2 separate regions of the Mus musculus genome follow, and region 1 is linked to region 2. A link is a contact called in public Hi-C data. All regions are on one chromosome and are shown on one strand. The core of a region is the stretch at or near the end of the contact, and the rest is flanking DNA. Distances in the headings are between cores, read along the strand shown.

Evidence for each region. Hi-C and Micro-C count contacts between places; a contact is called where the count stands out from the background.
Region 1: a contact with region 2 is called in a Hi-C map of muscle stem cells, with 1.9 times the contacts expected there. The contact joins two enhancer-like sites. A contact is called at or near these places in 1 of 39 promoter capture datasets (the HPC-7 cell line), 10 of 484 Hi-C or Micro-C datasets (CD8 T cells, bone marrow-derived macrophages, conventional type 1 dendritic cells and 6 more), 4 of 115 datasets of contacts at active chromatin or transcription factors (bone marrow-derived macrophages, embryonic stem cells and memory CD8 T cells) and 3 of 9 other capture datasets (adipose tissue, liver and pancreatic islet).

What each region holds. Positions count from the first base shown.
Region 1 is chr3:135,670,804-135,677,662 of GRCm38.p6, forward strand. All of the region lies in intron 1 of Nfkb1 (nuclear factor of kappa light polypeptide gene enhancer in B cells 1, p105), which reads right to left. Among named protein-coding and RNA genes, the nearest start is that of Nfkb1, 17 kb to the right of the region's middle. Within about 2 kb of position 4,053, at least 128 of the 459 cell types and tissues checked have an H3K27ac peak or open chromatin away from gene starts, as enhancers often do. A contact at or near this core is called in muscle stem cells and regulatory T cells, where this site is marked.
Region 2 is chr3:135,582,797-135,589,524 of GRCm38.p6, forward strand. It overlaps Nfkb1 (nuclear factor of kappa light polypeptide gene enhancer in B cells 1, p105), which reads right to left. Exons shown (of 25, transcript NM_008689.2): 24 at 6,531-6,708; 25 at 1,859-2,719. The coding sequence ends at 2,559. Among named protein-coding and RNA genes, the nearest start is that of Gm46827, 22 kb to the right of the region's middle. Within about 2 kb of position 3,830, at least 77 of the 459 cell types and tissues checked have an H3K27ac peak or open chromatin away from gene starts, as enhancers often do. A contact at or near this core is called in muscle stem cells and regulatory T cells, where this site is marked.

The sequences.
Region 1 (6,859 bases), core at 2,803-5,302, 88 kb after region 2:
TTGCCCCCACTTTCCTTTTGTGCTTTTGAGGAAGGACCTTGAGACACAAAGGGAGACACAAGCCTGGGTCTCATTTATGCATTTGTCTACCCCAACCAGGAATCTTTAGGAATCTTCTCACCACATAAGGAGACGCAGAAAATGTAGCTAGGTCTCAGCAAATATCCGGGGAGTTGTGGTTTTCATACAAAGCACAATGTAACAAAACCAGCCAAGTCCTGAGTATGTGACATATTCTATGAATGCTGAACGAACTGTTTCCTGCATTCCTGTGGCAATCTTCCTAGTAACTCAATCTGACACAGGGGCATCTTGGTGAAGCAGCTGGACTGAGTGGAGAAATTCTAAAGGCATGGCTGTATGCCATCAAGGACAAAGTCAGGAGAATTCCTGTCAGTAACTATATAGCATCTAGGTTCAGAGATATAGGCAGCCGAGGCCTGACTCACTGTAAGCACCACCAACAACAACACCACCAACACCAACAACTCTTTCTGTTCTGTTCGATTTCTTTGGGGGAAAAGGCTCTCTAAATTTCCAAACCCATTAAAATACCATAATCCAAAGAGAACCACAATGCGCACTATGAAAAGTAGGCGGTCAGACACCAGCTAGAAGGTGCACTTGGAAATCAGGGAGGGGGTGGGGTGGCAGGGTGGTTTAAAATTCTAGTAACCATAACAGGTGTCACTTAGGTGTCATTTAATGTACTGTTTTGTTTAGCAATGGGGCAAAGATACTGGGAAAAGAGACTTTTCACAACATTTTTTGTTTTGTATCTTGCACGCACAATAAATTGCTAAAGATTAAATTATAAAATGTTAAAGTTTCTTTTCCATAGAGAATTTTTTGAAGAAAACATAATGTAAGGGCTATGGCCACATAAAGTGTATACCATGTAAAATATTCAGAGGGCGTAAATTCTGCAAGTCGATTTTCAGGAGTTTGTGATGTGCTCTGATCTAACTGTTTGCATTCTTGTTCTACAACTGTAAGTTAAATATTATGGAATTGCTATAACAATGGGGAGATTTGTACAGTGACATGGAAATTTATCTAATACACATTAGACATGTATTAGAATAAAAAGGGGGCTGAATCTAAATTTAAATCATTGAACCTAAAATGCCCTGACAGTGTTAAATAAAATATGAAGTATGAATTCGTCAACACTCCTAATTATTCCTGACTGCTCTTCAGAAGCGTCCCCCTTTCTGTGTGTCCTCCTGTCTGACAGTATGTCACACTAATGATAAAGGCTGGCAATGGACTTTTTTTTTTTCAGTAATGCTGATTTCTAAAAGCTTTCTTTTAAAAATAAATCAATGTTTCTGTGCATGCTACCACACTGAGATTTACAGAACCTGGTTTCCCACTTCTTTTATTTTCAATATTATTTCACCAGGAGCATCGTGACAATGACCTAGAACAATACATGCACGCACTGCAAATGCAAATCTGAGAGCTGACGAAGAAACCCATTCATGATGGAGTGTCAGCCTAATGGGCTGGCAGACCCATGGGAAACACTCAGCTAGCTAATCCATGCGAAGCTTATTAGTGAGTGGGAGATACAGAACATATGTTAACTCACCAGACAGTCTAATAGCTCACTCATGATAAATTATAGGAAGAAAGATGCAAGATAAACTTTTCGTTGTCCTGAGAAAGACACAGGCTCATATATTTGTGTGCTTAGTCACCAGGGAGTGACACTATTTGAAAGGATTAAAAGGATTACGAAGTGTGGCCTTGTTAGAGGAAGTCTGTCACTGAGGAGGAGCACTGAGGTTTCAAAAGCCCATCCCAAGTCCAGAGTCTGTCTTTCTCTGCCTACAGACCATGATGCAGAACTCTCAGCTCCTGATTCTGTGCCTGCCTGTGTCCTCTGCTCTCTGCCATCATGATAATGGACTAAACGTCTACAATTGTACGCCAGGCCCATTTAAAGGCTTTCTTTTAGAAGAGTTGCCTTGGTCATGATGTCTCTTCACAGCAATAGAACTGTAGCAAAGACAGATAAATTTTCTGCCAATAGCTACTGACAGTCTAACATATTTGAGTCTGAAGTGGTTGCATGCCATTACCCTATAACTTGTATTTTTCCCTGAGGGGGAGTTTAGAAGTTATTCTCTGAAGTATTCTGGGCTCACAGGACTGGATGGCTGGTCCTACCATCTTCTAGAAGTGATCCAAAGATCCTGGAAGGCTCAGGATTAACCCAGGGACAATTTACCTAATCCCTGGTGCCAGTTACGCTGAGGAGGAGAAGCCAGTGAGTGCTCTGGCCTCAGGACAAGTGCTCTCCTTTGTATGGGGAAAGCTAAGCTTGACAGACTGCTTCCACATAACTAAGGAACCGGAGGTAATGCTTACGTATGCTGCCCTCTTGCTATGCTGAGCCCAGAAAGTAGAGTCCACCTGAAGAGCCAAGCTTCAGAGAGAATGAGTCATTTGCTCAGGCTGACAGACTAGAGCTGGCCTCTCTAACTGCACAGCTTATGGCCCTTGTACTAGCGTAATGGGTGATGTGATTTTCCTCTTGACAGAAGTATTATTCATTTAAAAACATCTTTGCTTCAAGCCTCTCAAAAGTTCTGGCTGGAGCTAGTCTACTCATGATATTAACTGCTAGCTAGGATCTTTTTTTCAAGGTTTTATTAATTTTTATTTTATGTGGCTTGAGTGTTTTGCCTGCAAGCATGACTGTGCACCACAAATGTAAGGGTACTGGCAGAGGCAAGGAGGGGAGTGCCAGATCCCCTGGAACCAGCGTGACAGGAGGTTGTCAGTCATCATGTGGGAGTTAGGAACCAGCCTGAGTCCTCTGCAAGAGCAGTAAGCACTCTTACTAGTTAAGCCATCTATCTCTTCAGCCATATTAAGTAGGCTACTAAAGGGTTACACACCTGTGCTGGGGGCTGGGTGGGCTGGGCTGGGTTGGAGTGCTGCCTGCCAGGATAACTGCTAACATTCAAGCTGTTCCTGTTGTTTTTTGTTTGCTTTCAGATAAGACCCTCTAGAGAAGATTGCAAAGAGCTGCTTTAAACCAGCCGCCTTTGCCAACTCCCTCTTCTACGTGATGTGGAGTGATTTTTTGCTTACTATAATCTTGTTATAATGGTGAATTCTCCACACTTGAGGCGTTCTGCCAATTTTGTGCATGCCAACACACGAAGTAGCATGCTGTCACGGTGACTGGAGCGGGAAGAGGCTCCCTCTATATTCCCTGAGCGCTCTTTAGCCTTCATGCACACACTGTCCAGTCAAATTGTGTTGTCTCCACTGGGGAGATGCACATTAGGAGTCTCAGCATGTTTCTCTCGTTTCTGCAACATGCCTTCTCCCGAGTGTGCTTTCTGTTCCTACATCTAGTACCTGGTGAGCCCATAGAACTCTTCTACAGTGTAACCCAGAGAACAGAATAGGACCTTACAGTGCATGAATTTCAGATGAGCTACTTACAAGGCAATCCAAACGTGAAGGGAGAGAGAGAAAGAGAGAGAGAGAAAGAGAGAGAGAGAGAGAGAGAGAGAGAGAGAGAGAGAGAGAGAGAGAGAGAAAGAGAGAGAGAATATCTCACAAAAGCCACAGTTAGCTAAACTAAAAATTAAAACATGTGTGTGTGTGTGTGTGAGAGAGAGAGAGAGAGAGAGAGAGAGAGAGAAAGAGAGAGAGAGTGTGTGTGTGTGTCATCCACAGTGCTGTAGGAACAGATTTGTGATACTTGTGTATGCCATGGTCTGTATCACAGGGAAACCATGTTTGAAATGTTACCTGGATGTTTTTGGCCCTTCATCAACCCATCAGAAAGAGGTTTGCCTACCCTGTCAGTTTCCAAAGAAACAAAACTACACAAGAGTGGCATAGTCTGAACTCAGGGCTTATAGCTGTAGTAGGCTCAAAACAATGGCCACTGCCCTTTTCTATCCCTCACAACACAGGGACAATAAAATTGACATCTCTGCCCCTTGAATGTTGTCAGGCCCTTGGCAGGCCCTGACCAACAGGAGGATGCAGACATGAGTCATGAACATGGCTTTCAAGAAGCCGTTCAATGACTGGATTTTCTTTCCTGGAAGGGAAAGGCCTGGCCAGCCCAGTGGAGGATGAGAACCCACGTGTGGAGTGGAAACGCAGCAGAGCTCAGCCAAGACTTCCCAGGCTGAGCCCTCGGTGGCAGAGCAGCTGAGGACCTCCACAGAGCAGCCAGACAAATCACCACACACAGTCACAGGTCGCAAGAAATGAGGCATATCTGTGTTTCTATGTGCTTCTTCATGATTTATCTCGCCGCAGCAAAGGCTAGCCAATCAGAACGGTTAGTAAATGGAAAGACAGCAGCCTACACGATACAGCTTGGTCAGTGTCATGGGAACAGAGGGCGTGTGGAGCATGGGTTAATTACCCTGGCAATTCAGTATCACAGCTTTAATTACACTCTTAGTCACGGTCTGGACTTTGCACTGGCTTTTCTCCATCGGCTACTGAGTTCTCAATTGAACAAAAAATAAATAATTTTTTTTAAAAAAAGGAAAGAGCAAAAAGAAACAAAACAAAACAAAAAACCCAAGCTATCCAAGATACGAGCCCAACCCCCGTGACATCAGTACATGATTAGAACTGTTAAGGCTCTGAAGGTGTATTTGGTAATGAGCCCCTGTTAGCTTTAGGTAACGATGCCATTAGAAAACAAGTTAATGATACATTAAACCCATCAACCCTAATGTCTACAGTTTACTACTCGACAACAAGCCCGACTCCTGACTGTCTCATTCTTGCAAATGTAGCCTTCTCCAACCAATGCAGTGAACAGTCTTGTTGTCGCTCACTTCTTTCCTCACACTGTTTCTTGTGTGTGCACTTCCTTTCTATGTCCATAGCCACACCCTAGGGCAGACCTTATTACCTCACTCTGACAGAAACAGCTTTTCTACCGCTCACCCCCATGGCAGGGTATCTTCCTGATTAAATATCTTTCAGATCACAGCCAGGTGCTTTACATAGTGAAGTCCAAAGAGCAACTACTCAGCATATGATTATATTATATTATATATTATATAAGCACCACAACTATCACCATGATCCAACACAAGCACTTTACTATAGGGAAATCAATCATTTAAAGATGCATTGCTTGGCCAACAAGAGGGCTCTGCAGGTAAAAACACTTGCTGCTAAGCCCAAGGACCTAAGTCCTTACTTGGAACTTACATGCTCGAAGGAAAGAACCAGCTTCCAAAATTGTCCTTTGACCTCTACACATGTGAATGCTCACTGCATACACGCACACACGCATGTGTACACACACACATGTAACAGCTCTATGTCATTTCTTTCCAGTGTGTACATCTCTTCACACTCGAGATTCTATCCTGTTTAGATATTATGTATTCCACAACATGGTACTTCAAAATCAACTTCTTCCATAAAACCTGTATTTTCTCTTCCACTGTTATCGCCTCAGTCCATAAGGTCTATAACATTTCCTGGTGGTTTTGCACTATGGTTCACTGTTTCTATGCAACTTAATCATACATTATATATTTACAGTCTCCTTAAATGGTGTGCCTTACAGCCAGCAATGGGAGTTTTGATTTTGTATTTCAAAACCAGTAGACTAAATGATTTATACTGAAACCAGACAGAAAGGGTCGCTCACCTATACTCAATTCCCTTCACATTGAATACCAAGAACAAGCACATTCGTAGGAAGAGGAACACATCATTGCTTGCCAGAGGCCAGGGGAGTGAGTGAAGACTGGGAAGGGAGCCATCATTTACCACATTCAAGGCACTCTTCTGGGATGATGAGAAAGTTTCAAAACAAAGCTGTAGAGAAATGCTAGCTAGCCAACATATTGAATATATAAATGCCCTGGAATAATGTCTTTCAAAATCATTAATAGCATGCTACAGCTGGGCAGTGGTGGAGCATGCCTTTAATCCTAGCACTCCAGAGGCAGAGGCAGGTAGATCTGAGTTCAAGATCAGCCTGGTCTACAGAGTGGGTTCCAGGACAGCCAGGGCTACACAGAGAAACCCTGTCTTGAAAAAAAAAATCTTTAAAAATCCACACAAATCTAATTTCAGTCATTATAAATCAACCACTATTTGATCTTGCCAAATTCATATGTAATTATGAAACACAATAGCCTGAGACACTAAACAAGAGATACAGGCTGCACAGTTTAAGTGAACTCCAAGCTCACCTTCTGACTGAGGGCACTTTCTAATCCAGGCCACAGGAAGCAGAGTTCAAATAAAGAGCAGTGATCTCATTGGTCAGAGAAATGGTATATGTGCAAAGCCTCAAAAATCTATAATCAGCCCACCTTTACTCTGATGAAATCCTAACAGAGATCCCAAAAAGCTCAGTGAAAGCCACTGTTGTTCTATAAATGCTCTGATAAGATTACAGACGCCATACAGAGCTGAGAGACACTGAGGGTGCAATCACGTGGGCTGAAGAGACATCAGTAAACGTTCTGAACATGTGTGCTTATAGCAGTCTAGGGGAAAACCGTGTTATAAGAGTCAAGAACACATCATAAAATAAGGGCGACTTTAAATGCATCTTAGTAAGGCCTACTAGGACAAAACTCAACTCTGAATAAAAGAAAAACATGCAAACTCTTCACATCATGATATCTATAATGAACAACAAAAACATTGAAGCCACAAAGAAGCAGGTAGCTTTGTCCCAGAATGGTTTGACAATAAAGGTAAACTGACACTTTCTAATAAAGCAGAGCTGAGAGAATTCATAACGCGTAGAAGTGACAGAAGACATCCTAAAAGCAGATCTTTGTGGTGAAGGGAAATGAGATAGAATTGGACCTTTAAGAAACAAGGAAAA
Region 2 (6,728 bases), core at 2,580-5,079:
TCCAACGCAGAATAAGGGTGTGTTAGGGTGGAGAGAGGGTACTGTAATGGAAAACAGAATTTGCTGTTTAACCAGTTTCTGTTCATTTGTGATGCATTCTAAGAGGTAGAATCTGCTCTGCTTTTACATCACAGAATGAAGTCTCGATTAGGGCCTTCTCGATGTCAAGGGTGTTTGTCTAAGATTGGTGGTATGTCTAAAATTCGTATGGTTTAAATTTTCATACATATGGAATTTTTGGTAGAAAGGGATTCCGATTAATTGATGATTAGGCACTTAGAATATTTATTAAATAATTTAAGTATTATTAAGTAGCTTGTATTATATATTTAAATAATTAATCATTTCTTCATTAATGATATTTTACTTAATCTTATACCAAATCCCTACTAATAGATTCAGTCATTATCATCTTTTTTGTCCCAATAAAATCATTCTCTAACTCACAAGCCTAGGCGCTAAGTATCTGGATATAAACGCAGATGCACCTTAGCCACAACTGAGTTGCGCTCTCTGGACCTCCATTTTCTTCATTGTAAGTTTGGAATATTTTGTCATATGGACACTGACATACAAGATGTCTATTTGGGGTACCTTGAGCTGTGTGAGGGAGATAGCCCAGATCACTTTAGCCTGTCTCCCAGGATCTGAAGGTCCCAGCAATGGGAAAGGCATTCATATGACTACCATGGAAATGGGGGTGAGAGCTCTTTGTAGTGAAGGCAGTTCCCAAAGGTAATAGCTGGTGGGTTTCCAGGCCCTTCCGTGGGATCAGTAGTAGATCACTTGTGTGGCATGACAAGGCCTTAGGTTTTTGGTTTTTTCTTTCTGTGTGTATGGATGTTTTGCCTGCATGTATATCTGTGCACCATTTATATGCCTGGTGCCCACAGAAGCCTGAAGAGGGCATCATATTCCCTGGGACCGAAGTTACAGGTGGTTGTGAGCTGTGAGGGGTTCTAGGAATTAAACCTACTGACTGGTCCTCTGGAAGATCAGTGCTCTTAACTGCCAAGCCACTTCACCAGAAGGTTTTGGATTTGATCTTTACACTACACACTAAATGACCTTGGTCACACACCAGAGTCCAAACTAAGACCTCTTTCAAGCCATTAATCTTCCCTCTTTCTACTTTCAGCCATGCAGACTTACTAAACTCCATACTGGAAAATCTTTTACATATGTTGGAATTTAGTTTTTAATTAAAATGTATATTTTCTCATGATCTTAAACATGTATAGGATGTACTGAGATCATATCCACAAACCCCGCTGCCTTCTCGTTTCCGCCTCCTACTTTCCTGCTTCTGTGCTTGTGTGTATGAGTAAGTTTAATTAGGGCTGCCTGCATGAACATGGGGAGGGAATAGTTACTGGAGTATGTGCTATACCATTTGAAGAAAGGACTCCCATTCCCCTAGCAACTATTAACAGCCAGTTGCTGTGGTGTCTGTGTGTGTGTGTGTGTGTGTGTGTGTATTTCATCAGTCCCTCTCTATACATGATGAAGGACCACATCTTGTACAGGTTTTGTGTAGTTAGCTATGAACGCAACGGCCACATCGTATCCAGAAGATGAAGTGCTGAAGCTGGGGTCTGTTATCCTTCATAGACACAGACAGCATGCGCTGGAGAGGAACGGTGTAGAGATTGGAATGTTGATGCTAGGCGTCCAGATGATGTTGCCTGGGTCGGAACCTCAGTCTTGGGTTAGAACACTTTTATTTCCACAGTTTGAACATTTCTAGCTTCAAAGAAATGTGTCTAAAGGAGAATGTGGATGTGACAAACGGGCTGTGGGGCTGTTCCCACAGTCACAGGGACTCCTCTGAGAAAGCATTTGCAGAGATCAGACAAGATTAGGTCAACAATGTGCTTGTACTTTTATTATAAAAGTAAAATAAAAAAGTAAATAGCATTTATAAATTCAACATTTCTTCTTTTAAAGTATTTGATTTAGAAAACATATTTACAATAGTAAAATGCATAAAACGGGGAAAATACTATTTTCAGCACTGATTGTAGCATGTTTTAAATATTGTAAGTTCATGTGTTTTTTATTTTTAAATCACAGATAAACCACATTAAAAAAAGAAATGTCTTTTTTTTATTGCGCATCAAGGTACTCATTTAAAAATATGTTTTTCCTTAATCTTAATTTGAATGCACAACTTACAGTAGATGGCTAGAAAGGACACCGGGTGGGGACAGCGACACCTTTTAATGACAGCAGGAACCCAGCGGAGGGACAGCAGTAACAACACAAAGCAAATGTGATCCAGTAGCAGCAGAGAAAGCTCAAGACACTGCACCTGAGCCATAGAGTGCAGCTGAGCGAGCGAGCGCCATGATTGCTAGACACCGTCTGTGCGTGGCAACTACATTTCATTTCAGAACCAAGAAAGGACGCCAAATTCGGAAGGCCTTGAATGAAATCGAGTGACCCTGCAGGCCGGCGATTCTCCAGCACCTTTGGATTCGCTTTGCCTTCCTCCTTTGGGACGATGCAATGGACTGTCAGGGCTTTGGTTTACACAGTGTGGGGGAACGGCCAGCAGGCTAAATTTTGCCTTCAATAGGTCCTTCCTGCCCATAACCGTGGGGCATTTTGTTCAGAGATAGCAGTGGGCTGTCTCCAGTAAGAGACTCTGTAAAGCTGAGTTTGCGGAAGGATGTCTCCACACCACTGTCACAGACGCTGTCACTATCCCGGAGTTCATCTGCGGAGAAAGCACAGACTCATGAGGGGCTGAGTTAGGCCATGGCAAGGGCTTTGTTCTGCCTGCTGTCCCTGTCACCTTCAACTGTCAACTTCACACGTCTAGAATCACTTGAGGAGGGAGGTGCAGATGAGGGAGGGCCCAGCCAGATGAGACTGGTCTGTGGGCGTGTCCTGACAGTTAACTGACTGGAGGAGGACCTATCCTCTGTAGACAGCACCACTCCCTGAGAGGCAGTCCAGGGCTGTGTAAGAAAGCCAGTGGAGCATGAGCCCATGAGGCAGCAAGCCGGGGTGCTCAGCAGTTTCAGATTCAAAGTCTTTGGGTTCCTGCCCTGAATCCCTTCCATGATGGATAGGAGCTGGGGGCTGATATAAACCCAGAGAGCTTTGTCACAGTGCCCTAGAGCACCATCCACAGCAGTGGGCTCCCTCCCAGGCTCCGTGTGGACTATGGTATGGAGGGTTGTGCTTGCTAGCTCCTGCGCAGCACGGCATCCCACCTCCCCATCATGCCACCGGTGCTGCTTGGCTGTGTGAATGGCAGGGTTATCAAATGACATTAGAGAGTGCTACAGGGTACATCAGTCTTTCTGTTGAACAGAATCTGTTCTGAATTCTCTTGGTTCAGGATAAACATGTTTTCCTTTGTAAAGTGAGGCATATTTTTCTAACTGCTCTATCATTTTACCTTTTGTCTTTTTTTTTTTTTTTTTTTTTTTTAACGGCTGGGCAAACTGCTGAATACAAGGCAAAATAAACTCATAACAGAAGCAGGAACTAAAAATGGCACCTTTCTCTGAGCTGTATGAGCTTTTAAAGAATACACATTGCCTAGAAAATTTTCTTTTGGTGCAAGAAAATGAGGCTTTTTTTTTTTTTTTTAAATGTGTCTATACCAAAAGCTTAAGTTAAATTCTATCGCCTGAAAAGCATTCCTGGGAACCAGAGCAGATTATTTCTGTACAGAGTGACTAAAGAAACAGAAGCATAACACTTACTAAGCAAATGTTTGACTCTCATCATTGAATCTTAACGTCAGAACACTGAGACTCAATGACCATGCCAGAGCGGTGTCCTGGTGTTACCTCATCCAGTCAACTGTCTGTTGTGTAACAGGGACTGGGCAGCATTTGAAAGGCTTACTGTGTATTATGGTTCGGATCTTAAAATGTCCCACAAAGGCTGTGTGCTAAGTAAAGGCTTGGTTTCTAGCCTGTGACATTATCTGGAGGTGATACAACTCTTTGACTATGGGGCCTCACAGAAGGAAGTTAGGTCATGGAGGGCGTGGCTTTGAAAGAGATCTGTACTGGGGCTCCTCCCCATCTCTGTGTACTTCCAAACACCTTGAAGTGAGTAGGATTCCTCTACCATGTGCTTCCTCCGTGATGAAGGGTTTTGCTATACCCCGAAGGCAGTGGACCATGGGACCTATAAAAACTGTGTGCCCAACCAAATCTCTCCTAAGTTGGTCACAATGATGGAAATTTAATACAGTATTTAAGTATTTGCTTTGTGTTTGTGGGATGTGTGCTCATGTGCAGGTGTGGGGTGTGGGGAGGTCAACATTGTGTGACTTCCTTGTTCCTTCTCCATCTTGTTTTTAGAGACTGGCCAGTGAGTCCCGTGGATCCACCTCTCTCGGTGTCCTTTCCTCTATGAGTGGGCTACCGGGTTGTACATATTTGTCACCCTACCTGGCTTTCCCAAAGGTAGAGGAGGGGACACTTGCCGTGTTCCTAGCTGCTAAGTATTTAGTTTTTAATTGTGACTGGAGCCCTATCATGTCACATCACCGTGGTGCAGAGAACTGATGGAGGGGCAAGCAAAGAGTCAAAGAGGCTGACTAGGAGCCACTGTTGGAGTTCAGGCAAGCAGTGAGGATGGGTGGAACTTGGCATCTGCCAAGAAGAGATGCCCTTTCAGGGTTAAGCATGAGGACCTGAATGCCAGAAAGTATTCATTGCCACTCTTAGATTTTGTTACAGCCTGGCTATACTTTTGACAGTCATGGCCAGTATGAGTTTGTGCAAGAGCCAAGAGTTGTGTGAAGATGATAAAAGTTTATTCGGCCGTAAAGAGAGATGAAACTTGCAGGTTAATGGAGAATACTAATCAAGGCAGCCCAGAGACATAAATACCATTCGTTCTCTCTCACGTGTGGATCCTAGCTTCCAACAGTCACGTATGTATATTCATGTGGAAGTGAGCGTGAGCAGAGGCCAGAAAACTAGCAAAGGCCTCCAGGGGGCGGAAAACAGGCTTTAAAGGGATGGAAAGGGTAGGGAACACATGTGAAAATGGGAAGGGAGCGAGTGCGGGGGGGGGGGGGGAGGGAGGGAGTAGAGGGTCCAGGGCTGGGGCGATGGGAGCTGAGGGAGTCATGAGAATAAACCAGAACTAAGTATGTATAAAAATGCCCTAAGGACCCCAGTGCACACATACATGCACAGGAGTGAGGAGGAGGCAGCAGGGTGGGTGTGGGTGACAAGGCCCTGAGAGGACACTGGTGAGTGAGGGCTATCAGCTGTGACAGGATGAGTGTCAATCGGGCAACGTGGAGGAGAGTGTAGGAGAGGAGGGGACAGAAGCAGATGGCAGACAGAGGTGGTGAGCTGACCAGCAGTTATCATATTCTTCTGAGAAGTTTGAACTCAACTAAAGGGTGTAACAAGGAAGTGATGTCTCGTTTTTCTCTAAATTTCTTTCTCTTTTAAAAAATCTGTTTACTGTTTATTGGATATAATACTCTTAATGATGACATTTTTCTACTGAACTTGGAGGCTGTGTTTACCTGTAGATTCCCCCATATGAGAAATGCGAACAAAAATAACAGCATGTATCATACAAACGTGAAAACATGAGCTAACCAAAGCGCTATCAATGGACAAAGCCATTCATTGAGATGTAACATTAATCAAAGCGGGGCTAAGCAGCCTGTGGCCAGGCGGGCCAGTGTTTAAAGATGAGAAGTTACATCCTAGCAAGAGGTTCTCCACAGCAGGTGGGGAAGGAAGGACAGTACAGGACAAAGAGGCAAGAATCAGGTGTCCAGGACCTGCTGAAGGTGACAGGCAGGCTCCCAGGGGAGGACTGCCCCAGGTGGAAGGCAGACATAACCTACTGAGCCCAGATGGAAGGCCTGCCACCCGGGTGCTGGCATAATACAAAGATGGGAGAATGCTAGTTGTTCCTGGTCTCAGTGGAGTTTGTGGCTAGGGTAGAAAATGAACAAGAAGAAAGGGTGCAGAGGTTAGAGAAAGCACGGGCCGGGAACAATGACATAATTCAAGCCTGTACCGAGATCCATTCGTACAAATGCATGTGTTGGGGGTGACAGGTGGATGTTAGTGTGGGAAGACAAAGGCAGGACCATGAGCAGGGTGGGAGCTGAAGGACGGGGAGTGCCGAGGGAGGGAGGAGGTGGGGGACCTGAGGGTGGTGGCATGAAAGGAAGGGTCATACAGTATGCATATTTCCTGGGTCCTACTTCTTGTCCTGTGGCCCAGGGCTGTGCACCTTTCTTAGAATCTTTCTCCAAATTTAACAAATATGAGAAGTAGTGTTTCTTTAACCCTCCCCGCCATGTCCAGTGTCTACTGGGATTCTAAGTGACCTATATGCCAATGTGAGTGTCTGTGGGAACTGCCTGTTCCTGTGTGCGCAGAGGAGCACTGTGGGGAGGGAGCGGGTGGCATGCCACAGAGGAACACATGTCAGGAAAAAGACTAGGGAAAGGGAGTGTAGTGCCACGTCCCAGAGCACAAAGACCTTGCCAGCGAGGAAAGGAACTCTCTCAGCCTCTTTACCTATGTGCTGCCTCGTGGAGGAAGACGAGAGAGGCAGACAGTGGACCTGAGCAGTGGTCACGGGGCTGGAGGCTGTGGTTGCCGGGGTGCGGAAGGCTGCCTGGATCACTTCAATGGCCTCTGTGTAGCCCATCTGTTGCAGGGCCTCCATCAGCTCTTTGATGGTACCCCCAGAGACCTGGTAGGAAAAGGGAGAGT